Linked DNA regions of Triticum aestivum: region 1 is linked to region 2. Evidence: chromatin contacts called from public Hi-C data. All regions are on one chromosome and are shown on one strand. The core of a region is the stretch at or near the end of the contact, and the rest is flanking DNA. Distances in the headings are between cores, read along the strand shown. Region 1 has its middle 140 kb from the start of LOC123107501. Region 2 holds the start of LOC123104535 (protein SHI RELATED SEQUENCE 1).

The links. A called contact is a pair of places that touch in the nucleus more often than the background predicts.
Region 1: a contact with region 2 is called in a Hi-C map of leaf, with 6 times the contacts expected there. The contact joins the enhancer-like site here to the promoter of LOC123104535 in region 2. A contact is called at or near these places in 2 of 5 Hi-C or Micro-C datasets (both in leaf).

What each region holds. Positions count from the first base shown.
Region 1 is chr5A:531,557,383-531,563,643 of IWGSC CS RefSeq v2.1, forward strand. No RefSeq gene overlaps it. Among protein-coding and RNA genes, the nearest start is that of LOC123107501, 140 kb to the right of the region's middle. Within about 2 kb of position 4,784, at least 1 of the 8 cell types and tissues checked has an H3K27ac peak or open chromatin away from gene starts, as enhancers often do. A contact at or near this core is called in leaf, where this site is marked.
Region 2 is chr5A:530,985,910-530,992,742 of IWGSC CS RefSeq v2.1, forward strand. It overlaps LOC123104535 (protein SHI RELATED SEQUENCE 1), which reads right to left and starts at 1,408. Exons shown (of 2, transcript XM_044526405.1): 1 at 614-1,408; 2 at 1-508. The coding sequence starts at 1,175. The coding sequence ends at 78.

The sequences.
Region 1 (6,261 bases), core at 3,534-6,033, 570 kb after region 2:
CATTACATCCGTGATAAGTAGACCGTTAAGTCAACTATATCTACTATTAATACTCCACCCTAAAACCGCTATCCAGCATGCGTCTCAAGGTAAGTTTGCAAGAAACACGGGAAGAAGTCAATCAATATGACAAACTCCGTCGTTTTATCCTTAGTGGAAACAATACATTATGTGTCTTGGCCCTTATTGTCACTGGGTTAGAGCACCGCAAGATTGAACCCACTATAAAGCACCAACCCCTTTGAAAAAACCATCAAACTTGGCCAAAGAAGATATATAGATCGGAGAGCATACAAAGCTATTTAATTATGTAGCAACAAAACCTAAAAAATAATTCAATTGATTTCAATGAGCACTCTGATCATAAAGTGACAATTCGTCATATCCTAACAAACACACCACTGATTACATCGAATTGATCCCGGTCATGTGCGCTCACGAGAACTTGGTATTGAAGATCCAAAAAGAGAGAGAACCATCTAGCTACCACTATGGACCCGTAGGTCCTAATAGAACTTCTCGCACATGGTCATGGAGGCAGCAAGGTTGATGAATTTGGCTCTGGCAATGGCTTCCGCCTCCGGTAGGGCTCCAGAACAAGCCTCTAGATGGGATCTTTCGGAACAGGAGCTTGCGGCGGCGATAAAATTCTTCTAAAAAAGTGAAAATACGTCAGAGGGTTTCGATATTTATGGGCAATTATGGCGCTAGACTGAAGTCAAGCCGATGCAGGCGGGCCCACACGGCTAGGTGGCGCTCCCCCAGGCCGCGTGGGGTGCCCGTGTGGGCCCCTGGCAGCTTCTCTCGATCTCCCCCGAAGCTTTGCAGGTTTCTTGTTACCCAAAAAGATTATATTAAATTGGCAAGTGATTTTGACCTCCATAGATATTGGTTTCCTACGAAACCAAAAATAAGTAGAAAACAAGAATTGGCACTGGGTACTAAATTAATAGGTTAGTTCAGAATAATAATATAAATTGTTATAAAAAGTATATAAAAGTCATAACATAATAGCATAAAACAATAAAAAATAGATATGTTTGCGACGTGTCACCTATTTTGCCCATGTTTGAGAACATAGCATACTAAATCGGCAATATATATTACAAGAAGCAAAAAGAAATTGTAGAGCAGTGGACAAGACATGTATGTCCTAAAATTAGGCAGAAAATAGAGTAAAACACTTAATATGCAGCAAACTATTGTCCACTTGCATATAGTAGAGAAACATTTGATGCTAAAAGCACTGATATTTCATACATAGTGGAGTTGAACCTAGTAGCATGCCCATGCCATAGATGGGAACTAACTGGCATTCGATGTAGCTACTCCATAGCATGCTTAAGATCTGAGAGGATTAAGCCTGAGCAGATGGTTTATAGTTGCCACCCCAAACATACTTATATGCAGAATGTGGTGAAAATATTATGCCTTTGAGAGACCACATAGAGTGGCAACATGTAAATGGGCCAACCATTTTGCCTCCATCTTATGAGAAGAAAGTAGGCAGGCCAACAGAGAGTAGAGAAAATTTCATAAGGAAGAAGTAGCTGGGACAAGATTGAGAAAACATGGGGTGACAATAAACTGTGGACATTGTAGAGCTCCGAATCACAACAGGCGTGGGTGTCCTAGACTGAAGCCGTTACACAGGTCGAATCAGCAGCTCAGAGGCATGCACAGGAACAAGCTCAAGAAGGGTCAATGAAACTCAACCAAATCAAGACCAAGGAGGAAACGAAGAACGGTGCACAGACAAATGAGCATGCAAAATATTAATAGAGAGCCCAAAATTGATGAAAATGGAGATTCAGACATTCCAGAGATACTTCACATACACTTTTTTCAACTCCTTTATCTTCATTTTGTACAGATCGTGCATCTTGCATAATCTTTTCTCTTCTTCTCTTGTTTGTACACAACACATTGATGAGGTTGACCTAGATCCCAGGCTAGATCTAATGCATGTCAGATCTAGTATGGTTTCATAGCTAGGACATGAGTCAAATACAACCAACACATTTCTTTTCATGTTCTTTCATGTGTGAGCAATCCCCACATATCAATGTTCTTTTCCAACTACACTATACATGCCCCACATATTTAGATTGAAGAAGATATTCCATTCCCTACAGGGTCTGCATTTGTTGTTGCTCATAGATCTTCCATACCAGCAGCCAGCGTGTCAACAGTGACAAGAGAAGGATTAATAGTTCTCAGAGAGGGAGAAAAAAAATCTAGAAGGAGAGGTGCTACTGCTAGCACTAGCACAAATGGGAATGGTGCAAGAGGTAGAGGAACTGGTGCAAGAGGAAGAGGTATTGTGCAAGAGGAAGAGGAAGAGGGACTACTGTAAGAGGAAGAGGGACATGTGCAAAAGACATGGGATCACACACTATTTGGTGATGGACATAGGCAGAACAGTGATGCTACTCAGATTACCAGTCGTCAGAATGCATCATTTCACATGTCACATGAGTAGATCATATTACGAGCCGTGAGTCGGAAGAGAGAACTAGTCTTTTGTGATGTTAGTTTGTGTGATACATCATACATTAAATGATTAGTTGATCACACATATCTTGTGATGGTTGTGATACATGAATGACATCTAGTCTTTTGTCTTACTAAGCTATGGTTGTGAAAGATCAAGTAATCAATGCTTGTGAAAGAGCACTAGTTTTTATGTTCAAATGGGGTTGTTGTTCACATATCTATTGTGTTATGATCTGTCTGTCAAGTAGCTTCTATTTATTTTCCTGACATGAACGATGGTAGTTTCATGGAAACAACACAACACAATATTGTCCGCCCCTCAAGTAGTTTCCGTTTGTCTCTGTTTATTTTCAGAGACAATGGCACAACACAGTACAATACTACCTATATGCCTCTGTTTATTTTCAGAGGAGAACAACGGCACAACACAACATAGTACTGCCAATTAAAATGACAATGGCACAACACAACACGGTACAACAGTAACCGTGTTTCATTGCCATAACAATCTTCAATTTAGTTACATTAAAGTACACAAATCAGTTGTCAACTGAATTCAGTACATGAACATCATCAAATTTAACTAAAATTCAAACTACAATTTTAGCACAACACAACCATTTTCACCGAAAAAGTCCTCATGCACACAGCTGCGAGCTTGGCCCAGCAAACCCACAACGGCCATCTTGATGGAGAGGAGAAGTTGTGCCATCAACCATACCATTCCAACTAGTGTATGTGTGAAGCCTGAGTAGTGTCGTAGTCGATCGTCGTTGTACTCATACACAACCAGCAACTCAGAAATGATCAGACTACGATCAACCACCCAGTCGACATGGATGATGACTGGATGCTCCACCATGCGCTTCTTAGTATGCTTTGTTGGTGTTGGCGGCGTATTCCGTTGTCGGATTCTGATGAGAAATAGAATGTTGGCTCGTCCGGCTCTGGCAACTAGACTTTCAACACTGTAGGCACTTTGTTAGGCTCCTTCATCCACCGTTCCACACGCAACAAAGCGTAGCCTATTTTGTGACGGCCGACTTGTGTAACGTAAAACCGATTTTTGTCACCGAAAATGGCCTGGTGACGTTTTTCGGCTGTCACCCCATCGTCACTGAAGCGTCGTCACAGAAAATAAAATCTTGACGGTATCACTTTTTTTGTCACGCAAAATGTTGTTTTAGGTGACGAACCAAAATTAGTCACTAATGACCATTTCCGGTGACGGCCCAAACTGTGGCCTGTTAATTAAGCAACTTATTCTCGCTCTAGATAGAACCGCAAGTTGGCCTCGTCGTCTTTAATGGCGACACTCATCGCAAACGGGAAGCGGAAGGTTGGATCTGGAACTCACCTGAAAACCCTAACCAAGTGACTCCATCGTCGCAGTTTCAATAAGTTGGCAGGAAAACCTAGCGATGGATTGGCACTCCCATAGGCAGACACATCCATTCAGTCGGATTCGAGACAAGAAGAAAACCAACAAATGGTTAGCCGAAACACTGTTCCACCGTGGCAGGTACGTGTCCTGCATGTAGCGGTAGCTGCGCTGTACCGGACCCATATGTGTACAGAATTCTTTTGCTACTCTTCTCCATTTTCCTTTCAACTATTAGCCTTATACCATGTGAGGTTTCGTGTCCTCTATCACATCTGGATTAGATATGGTGATTCCTCTCGACGCATCATCCCATCTTCCACCAGCCGAAGGTAGAATCACCATATCTAAACTAACCCCGAATCCATAGAGCTATGAAGTAGGTACCAAGCCTACTACTTAATTAGCCGGCCATTAATCGCCGGATCGGAGACTTTGCTAACCCATAATAAACACTCTAATTAGCTGACGTATGAGAGCTAGCTTTGAGTTGCTGCACTTCACGCTGTGTGCACCCAGCAGCCGTATCCTGCCTACCTGCTACCCACAAAAGGCCAAAGCAGAGGGGATCTCTAACGAACGTGACGAATGGAACAACAAGTCAAGCACTGTAGCCATCAGGTCGTCCCAGGCACGAGCTGGAAATTGAAGCCAACGTCACCTACGAGCGACAACCTATATACATGGCGAGTAGCATTGGCTCGGCTCAGCGGCACGACAGGGACGCGTCGAGAGGGATCGATATCTCCACTCCATCCATCTGTCGACCGACCGATCGATGCGTCCATCCGTCCGTCGTTGACACCGAAAGTGCCTAGTAAAAGCGAGATCACACACATACGAGTGTGGAGTCGCGTCGAGTAGTCGATTATCACCATGATTATATACACAACAACGTGTTGTGTGTGGGGCTCTGCTACTGCTAGCTTTGGTGATCACGACCGGAACCTGTCGCACGTATCCTTGTGATGCTGTCTACTTGTCTCCCTGCTCCCTCTTATATAATAATATTGGAGAGTGGCTTTTGCTTATGCTTTTCTTGCTATTTATTTATTTATGGTAAGTGCTCTGCCTTTTCGTTGGTAGCACTATGTATAGATAGATCATGCGAAGCAAGCAAGAGTGCATTTTTTGAAGGAAAAAAAAATCAGTAAAGGCAGTGTCTTCGTGCAATTGCCATCACGAGGGCTATATCTCGCTTATAATGAGACAGTAGGAGTTCTCGCCTGAAGCATCTATAGTAACAGTCCGGCCCATTATATATCATACTTAAAAAGGAAGCTTGCTCCGGGATCAATCCCAGTATTTCTTGGTTGCTGCGTTGCCATGATAGTCAATGAGTCACTGTCGGGCTCATGTCAAATTAGTAGAGCGCGACCAACTTGAAGGGAAAGAGCCAGTTTTCCGGTTTTTACAGTTTTGTTTTCTTCTTCTTGTTTACAGGTTTTTATTCGTTTTCTTTCTCTGGTTTATTGATTTTTTTCATTTCTTATTTTTCTTTGTTTTCTTTAGTTATCACTGGCATCGTTGTTTTCTTTTTCCCCTTCATTTTTCTATGGTTTTTTTCTTTTTCATCGGTTTTCTTTTGTTTTCTCAGGTTTTCAACGTTTTTCAACAAACATTTTTTTCTATATATCCAATAAAAGTTTTAATATATGTTTAGAAAATTGCAAATACAACATTAACATTAATTTAATACATGGAAAACATTTTCTCTATACACATCTACAATTTTTCAAATGCTACATTTAAATTTTCGAAATAGCAGATTTATATTTTTGAATACATGGTCCTTTTTTCTATAAACTTTTTTTTCAAATGCATATTAAAAAAATTCAATACCAAGTTAACATTGTTTTAATATTTGGTCAACATTTTTTCTATACACATTTACCATTTTTTTCAAATGCTAGATTAACATTTTTCAAATATAAGTTTAACAATTTTTTAATAAATGGTCAGCATTTTTTGTATACACATTTAACATTTTTTTCAAATTTTTTATTAACATTTTTCAAATACAAGTTTACCATTTTTTAATACGTGGCCAACATTTTTCAATCCCAGTATCTCCTGGTTGCTGCGTAGCCCTGCTAGCCACTGAGTTACTGTTAGGGTAGTGTCGAATTAGTAGGGTACGACTAACTTGAAGGAAAAGAGCCAGTGAAACTTTTTCTTTTCTTGAGTCTTTTTCACGAATTTTCTTTGTTTCTCTCTTTGTTTTTACTGTTTATCTTCGGTTTTCATTAGATTTTTTGTTTTCTTTTAACCATCATTTTTCTTCGGTTGTGTTTGCTTTTTTTTCATTGGTTTCCTTTTGTTTTCTCTCGGGTTTTCGCTGTTTTTCTATACACTTCTTTGGTATATATCGGGTAAAATTTTCT
Region 2 (6,833 bases), core at 158-2,657:
CAGATCGAAGAAACCAGGGGTTGGGTGGAGGCACGGTGTTACAGCGGGAGGCGCCGTCGACGTGCGTCCGTGCGTCGTCACTGTCTCTGGTAGGGGTGGCCGTGGAAGAAGGGCGTGGTGGCCGGGAACGAGCCGTAGAGCCCGGGCGTCGGGTACGGATCCATCACCACAGCCGATGACACGACGATGTTGTGGTTGTTGCCGCCGCCTGCGTCGCCCGCTTCCGCGCCCGTGCTCGGCGGGGACACGTCGCCGGTCAGGCGGAACTGGTAGTCGCCGCCTCCGCCGCCGCTGCCTCCTGCGGCAGCTTGCAGCTGGGCGTGGGCGTTGCTGGGGCCGACGTCGTGGAGGATTCCCTTGAACACGTGGCCGCCGATGCTGACGGTGGTCTGGTACGCGAGCTCCGCCTCGGCCTGGTCCACCGGCCCGAGACGCACGCATCGGAACACCGCCTCCGAGCTCACCTCCCGCGGGAACCTCTCCGCCACCGTCACCATCTGCTGATCCCCTACACACGCACACACAAAAAGCACAGGTTTTAGCGTCAGATCCGGGAGCATGGAGGCATGGAAGGTGTAGGTTTTGCACCACGTACGTGGTATATAGTACGTACCTGAGGAGGTGGTGGGCGTGGTGGCCGCGAGGCGAGCGCGGGGGCGCTTGGTGAGGTCGCGTGAGGGGCCAGCCCCGCCCGTGGTCGCGGCGGCGGAGGCGGCGAGCGCGGTGAGCTGCTGCTGGCGCTCGCGGCGCTTGGAGGCGGGAACCCAGGTGGACTTGACGTGGGTGGAGCAGGCGAAGCCCCGGGACTTGCAGCAGGTGCGGCAGCGCTGGTGCTGGCAGTCCTTCTTGGCCTGGTTGCCGCAGTCCTGGCAGCTGGTGCCGCCGCCGGTGCCGGCCAGGGCGGCAGCGCGCGCCCCGCGTGAGGAGGAGGAGGAGGCCGCGCCGGCGAGCGACTGCGCGGCGCCTGCGGGGAGGTCATCGGTGGCGAAGCGGATGAGGTTGGGGGCGTAGAAGGGGTGCGTGAGCTGCTGCTGGTCCTGCGGCTGGCCCCATAGCTGGAAGCCGCCCCCGCGCGTGGCGTAGAGGAAGGTGGACGCGTCGGACGGGTGCACGCCGGGCGGCGACGCGGAGCTGTCGCGGCCGCTTCCTCCTGTGCCTAGAGGGAAGCCCGCCATGCGCCCAAATCCATAGGCCGCCGTGCCGATCTCCCTCTATTTCACTCTATCTACAGTCGCTGCCCTGGCCATGCGCTAGCTCGTGTAGGAGTACGCGCTATCTTCCTACCTACGTACTGCGGTATGTCCGGCTGCTGGCCTCGTCGATGGGAAGGGAAGAGAAGAGGATGGGGAGGAGGAGGAGGGTGAGGAGGTGGAGATGAGGAGGAGTAAAAGTCCGCGTGGCAGCGGGGGGGGGGGGGGGGGGGGGGTCGCGTGCGAGTTAAGACGGTGAGGCGACAGAGAGGGCCTGCTACGCCGCCATGGTGCCTGCGCGCACCAAAGCTGCCATTTATTGCCCTGCCTGCTCCCTCCCCTCCCCTTCTCTCTCTCTCTCTCTCTCAAAACAAGCTTGGAGTTTGCAGCACAAGCACAGGCACAGCCGAGGGAGTGAGTGAGTGAGGGGGGTAGGCAGGCACCCAACACGGCAACGCGGCGGGCGGCTGCTGCAGCTGATGTTGCGACGGAAAAGGGCACAGCACAACAGTGGCGCAATAGAATAAGCATGGCGCGCGGCCCCGGCCGCCGGCCCGGATGGAATGTACCACGAGTAAATGTTTGCCTGCCGCTGCCGCGCCGCGCCCGTATCATTGGCGTGCTCCGGAATCCAGCTGCCCCCACGCCGCGCCATGCCATGCCATGCATGTCCGCTACTCTCACACGCACTAGTCAATGCAATATTCAATTCGGCCCTGTAAAGTTGCACCGGCGGAGGGTCTTTCACCCGCACAGTTGCACCGCAATTTGTTGCTTGGTTGGTTCCAGAACACCGGCGCCACCGTCGGATCGCGCACGGACGGCGGTCGGCGGCGCGCGGGGGCCGGCCGCGGCCGGTCAAGGGCGCCGGAAAACACGGGAGCCAGCCAGCCGCGCGCGCGCCTTTTTCTTTCGAAGCTGCCGTGTCGCATGCAGATGCGGACAGCTTTCCGCGCCCAACGTGGCCCGTTTCCGGGGCTTCACTCCATCGTGATCGCGGTCGTCGTGGTCGTGGCCTCGCGCGGCGCCCTCGATCGATGCCATCCCTGCCCTGCCTCCACTCACGTCGGCTACAGTGCTCTGCATCGGTCAATTCTTGGTCCGTGGCATGGCCCTGCATGGAAACGCGCTGAAACTCGGACGCTTTGGCGCAGAGAGACTGGCGACCGGCGGGCAGAGTCAGGAGGATCCCGAGGACGTGGACGCCGGCGGCGGGTCCGGCTCCACCACGCACAGTCCCGGCCGCCTCGCCCGCCGTGTGTGGTATCAAATCATGCGTCGTGGAGTATTACCACGACCAGTTGATTGGTGCTGGGTGGCCTCCATTAGTAGTAGTCGACGCGTTTCCTTCCCGGTTTACCAGCTCCATCTCCGCTTGCGCTCCGGGAGTCAAACAATCTGCAATCTGCGCGTACTAGGGTAATTAACGGACGGAAGGGGCCGACGTCGCTGTCGCCTCAGGCGCGGCGCTTAGTTTTACTAGTACTCGTCACCTAGTAGATTTCGTACTGGTGGAGACCGACCGAGAGCGAGAGCGATAGCGATAGGGGGGCATGTGGTGGGGTGTGGTGGTGTGTGTATCCAGCTCCAGTGGACCGGAATGGATCCACGTCTTGCTTGGCCCAGCGGAACGGAAGCAACAGCGACCGGGCGGCGGTGTGCCGTAGTACATCCGGTACTATTGCTGTTGCTGTGTGGAGTACGTAAACCTTTGTGGCTTGCGTGGTCCTCGTCCGGCTCGGGCTCGGGCTGCAGTGCACTGCAGTGACCAACATGCATGCTGCGCCGATCGGTCCAGGTCCAGCGGCTTCACATCACACGTACCTAAAGCCTCTTTGATCACAAAAGGGACTGTGTTCTGGTAGCAAGGGGACTGTTGCGAATTATTAAGGGTCTCGATCAGATCATCATCCGTAGCGCGTCTCGTTTGGGCAGGCGGAGCCGCGCGGGTGCTACTTGGGACTTGCCTTTCTCGGCCGGCCCGGCCACGCGGACAAACGTACTCCACTCCGCTCCACTCCACTCCACATCTTGCTTCTGAGCTCGAGCTCGCCACCAGTTCTGGAGATATTCGATCGAGCTCGCAGCTCGGTTTTAGGCACGAGACCCCGATCGTCTAGCTGGCGCGGATTGTCAAAGCTTGGCCACGTACCACGTGGCCTACTGGAAAAAGGTTTGGTTGGTTCTGGGATCACGGGGATGGATTTTTTTCCCGGTTCCCTGGAAAAGACAGTGGCCACGTTCTTCCCTGTACCTAGCACGTAGCGCCGATCCTGGGTTTCAGCCCGGCCACCGTCGGGTCTGGTCCCGACGCAGGCACTAGCTGCTGCACAAGTCCGTGCAGCCCGCCCAGCTGCCCAGGCCAGGCCGGATCGAACTGGGACGAGTTTATTGCCTCTAGTGGATCCATCCAGCCCATGCATGAATGCATGCATCATGGCTCGCTCGATCGTCGGCAACAGTACCGTGAGTAAAATTTAAATTTAATGCCGGAGAGACACGCATTCAGTTGAGGGCGGAGAAAGGACCGCGTACTCCACAGATGCGTGCGTTGGACATTTGAACGACGGAGTGGTACGTGATGTATAGTAGTACTGTACTAGTACTGGTAGCTTGCAAGATGACAAACTTGAGAGACCGATCAGAATGAGATCCACTACTTCATTCTCGGGTCAGACAACGAGCTTAGCTAGGCGAATGGCGGCTACGTAGCGGGCTAACGCGTAGCTTCTGCTGGTCTTAGGCACGAGTAAGTAGGGCCACGATCGAGTAAAACAAACACGAGACGGCAAGCGTACGTACGATCCATGCCCTGTGGTGAGATCATGCCTCGTCGAGTCCAGTGGGGTGCTGGCTAAGAGCATCTACAGCCGGACCTCTTGTATTCGTCTCAAATGCTCGGACAGACCATCCGATCACTGACTGGTAACAAAAAAACTTAACCGAAACTCTCAAACCGCGGACAAACGCTCGGGCTGGCCGGCACCCCTCATATCCAGCTCAAATATAGGACGGATATGGGGCGGCCTGGGCACGCACAGCGCGTTCGCCTAATAGGCCCGGCCCACCACCGATCCCATACCTGTCCCACAAAAACCCCAATCCGAACACCTCCCTCCGAACCCTAACTCACTCTTTCTCGCTTCATCCTTTCCTATCCCTCTCCGATTCTGATCCCATCCACTCCGATGTCCAGCTCCGGCAACTACTCCGTCTTCAAGCTCAACTACGAGAGGAGATGGCCCTCTGCATTACGTTGGAGCAGTCCAGGGTGGAGACCGATGGCAGCTCCGGATCTGGAGCATCGCCACTGCGCGGACGCCGGAGCTGGACACTCCCAGCCCGCATGCAGCGACACCATGACAGCACAGTCCGCACTGCCCCGCGCTGTCTCCTTCCCCCGCCGGCTGCTCCCCCATGCAGGAACGGTGAGTGCTAGTGCCCGCGCCATTGGCCCGCACGCGCACTCCGGAATTGGAGGCGCGCGCCGCGCGCCGCGAGAGGTTGCGTACACGGGAGAGGGATACGGTGGAGCAGTCCGCGCGCCACCGCCGCGGGATGCAGGCGGACCCCGACGAGGACGCGTGGCTACTCGCATGGGTCTACCGCCGGTCCCTCGCGACAGCGGAGACGGACGCTCGCCGCCTCCGAGGGAAGAACTCCAAGGTGCACCGGCTTGCTATCGAGCAGTCGGAGCGTGAGGTCAAGGAGGCAGCGACAGAGAAGGCTTGGGTCACCAAGTCGAAACGGGAGCAAGACAGGGCGGTTTGTTGGATGAAGGGGCTCATCGTCGTCTCCGACTCCGACGACGGCGACGACGAAGACGACGGCGACGACGAAGACGACGACGACGGCGATAGTTGCATCTCCTCCTCGAACGATCAAGACCCTCCACCAGCCGCGGATGCCTACAGCTGGGCTGACGACCAGAAGGGCAAAGGCCCGGTGAGGGACTAACCAACGTAATCTAATTTAAACTTCTCTGTCGTTTATGTGAATTATGTGAATTCTGACGATCTTTTGGAGATCCGTTGGTGATCTTTTGGTGATCGGAATGTGTACTTTTATGTCCGATTCTATGTATGTTTGATGATTTACGTTGGTTAGTTCCACGTTGCATGCTTAGTATGGATATAGCGTACTGGATATGAGATATACGTATGTGTACGACGGGATTTGAAGAGTGCCCGGTCAGTACCCACGGACGCACCCAGCGTTTGAGGGCCTGAATTTGCCCATCACGACTGTAGATGCTCTAAAGTTCTGTCTGGCTGGTCCGCGAGATCCAGGGATCGGGGTGTCGAGCATCTCCAACAGCATGTGTATATTATGTTTATATATTTATGTAGGTAATGGTCTACAAAGAATTCACTCGCATACACGTTCAGTTTTGTAGCAGAATATCTATATACAGAGTGACTATATTCTAGTATGTCATATATTTTTAACACTATCTTGTAACAACCATTTCAATAGTAATTCAATCGATTTATAATTGCAGTGGCACTGCCAACTCTTGCTCCCCATCTGAACTATCTGGCACTCGTGCTAATACATCGAAGCTCAGCATGTTGAGAAAATTCTCGTCGGCTTCCATCAGCAAAGAAATCAACACAACTTTGATATAGTACTACATCATATAGCCTACCTAGCAGCACCAATATCAAAGAAAATTCTGTAAATAAGTAGCACTAGCAATATCTCTAATCACGACAATAAACCTTTATCTCATTTAATCTGCACACAACCGACAAGTATTATATGGTAGAGACATTCAGTAGCAGCCAAATAATTAGTAACAAAATCCTCTATCTCATTCTTATATATATCAGCACTTCAGCAGGAGCAACATTCTGTATTATCATCTCTGCGTGCATGGAGGGCATCAACTTGGCAGTCCAGTGAACGCAGCTGCCAATTGATGTGGAAATGGATTGCCTGGTTGCTCTCCGGATGATTACAGCACCCGCCACGGGCCGATCTCGTTACTCTATGATCGTTGATCAAATTAGAAGGTTAATGAGGGAAGGGAGAGACTTTAAACTTACTCATGTTGTTCGTGAACAAAATGGCGTCAGCTATTATCTAGTTACTTTTGGCTGACTAGAGGAGCGCACTGTTGTGTGGCTCAACTCTGGCCTCGCCTATGTATGCTGGACCTATCATTCTGCTGATCAATAAAAAACCTTTCCAACCGCATTAGTTTTTTAGGATTTTGGGTTGTTCATGGTCATGCCTTTGGCGGTGGCGATGGCGGCGCCGATTAATAAATCTTTAGATCCTTCCTCAATGATGTGATCTGCTTTTAGGGTGGATTTAGAAACCAGACTGTTCAAGTAAGGATGGTGCGACGGCGGTAGCATCCTCGCGGTGGACCTGTGTCCTCGGGCTCCGCCGTTGCAACGACGTTTGCTCCGGCGCCGGCGTGGAGCTTGGAAAGTAGTTCAGGAGAGGATGCACATTACGGTCTGCATCAACGACATCTGAAAGATAATGAATCTAGGTTTGTGGTTCGTGGCAGGCAGGTATGATTTCGCCCTCCAACATCTTAGTTGGGCGGGGGTGTCAAATCTGGAGTCCGATGACGTATTCGAGGTGTTGCCTCGGTCTGATTCGTTCAACGGCAACAGCTTCGCCTTTATT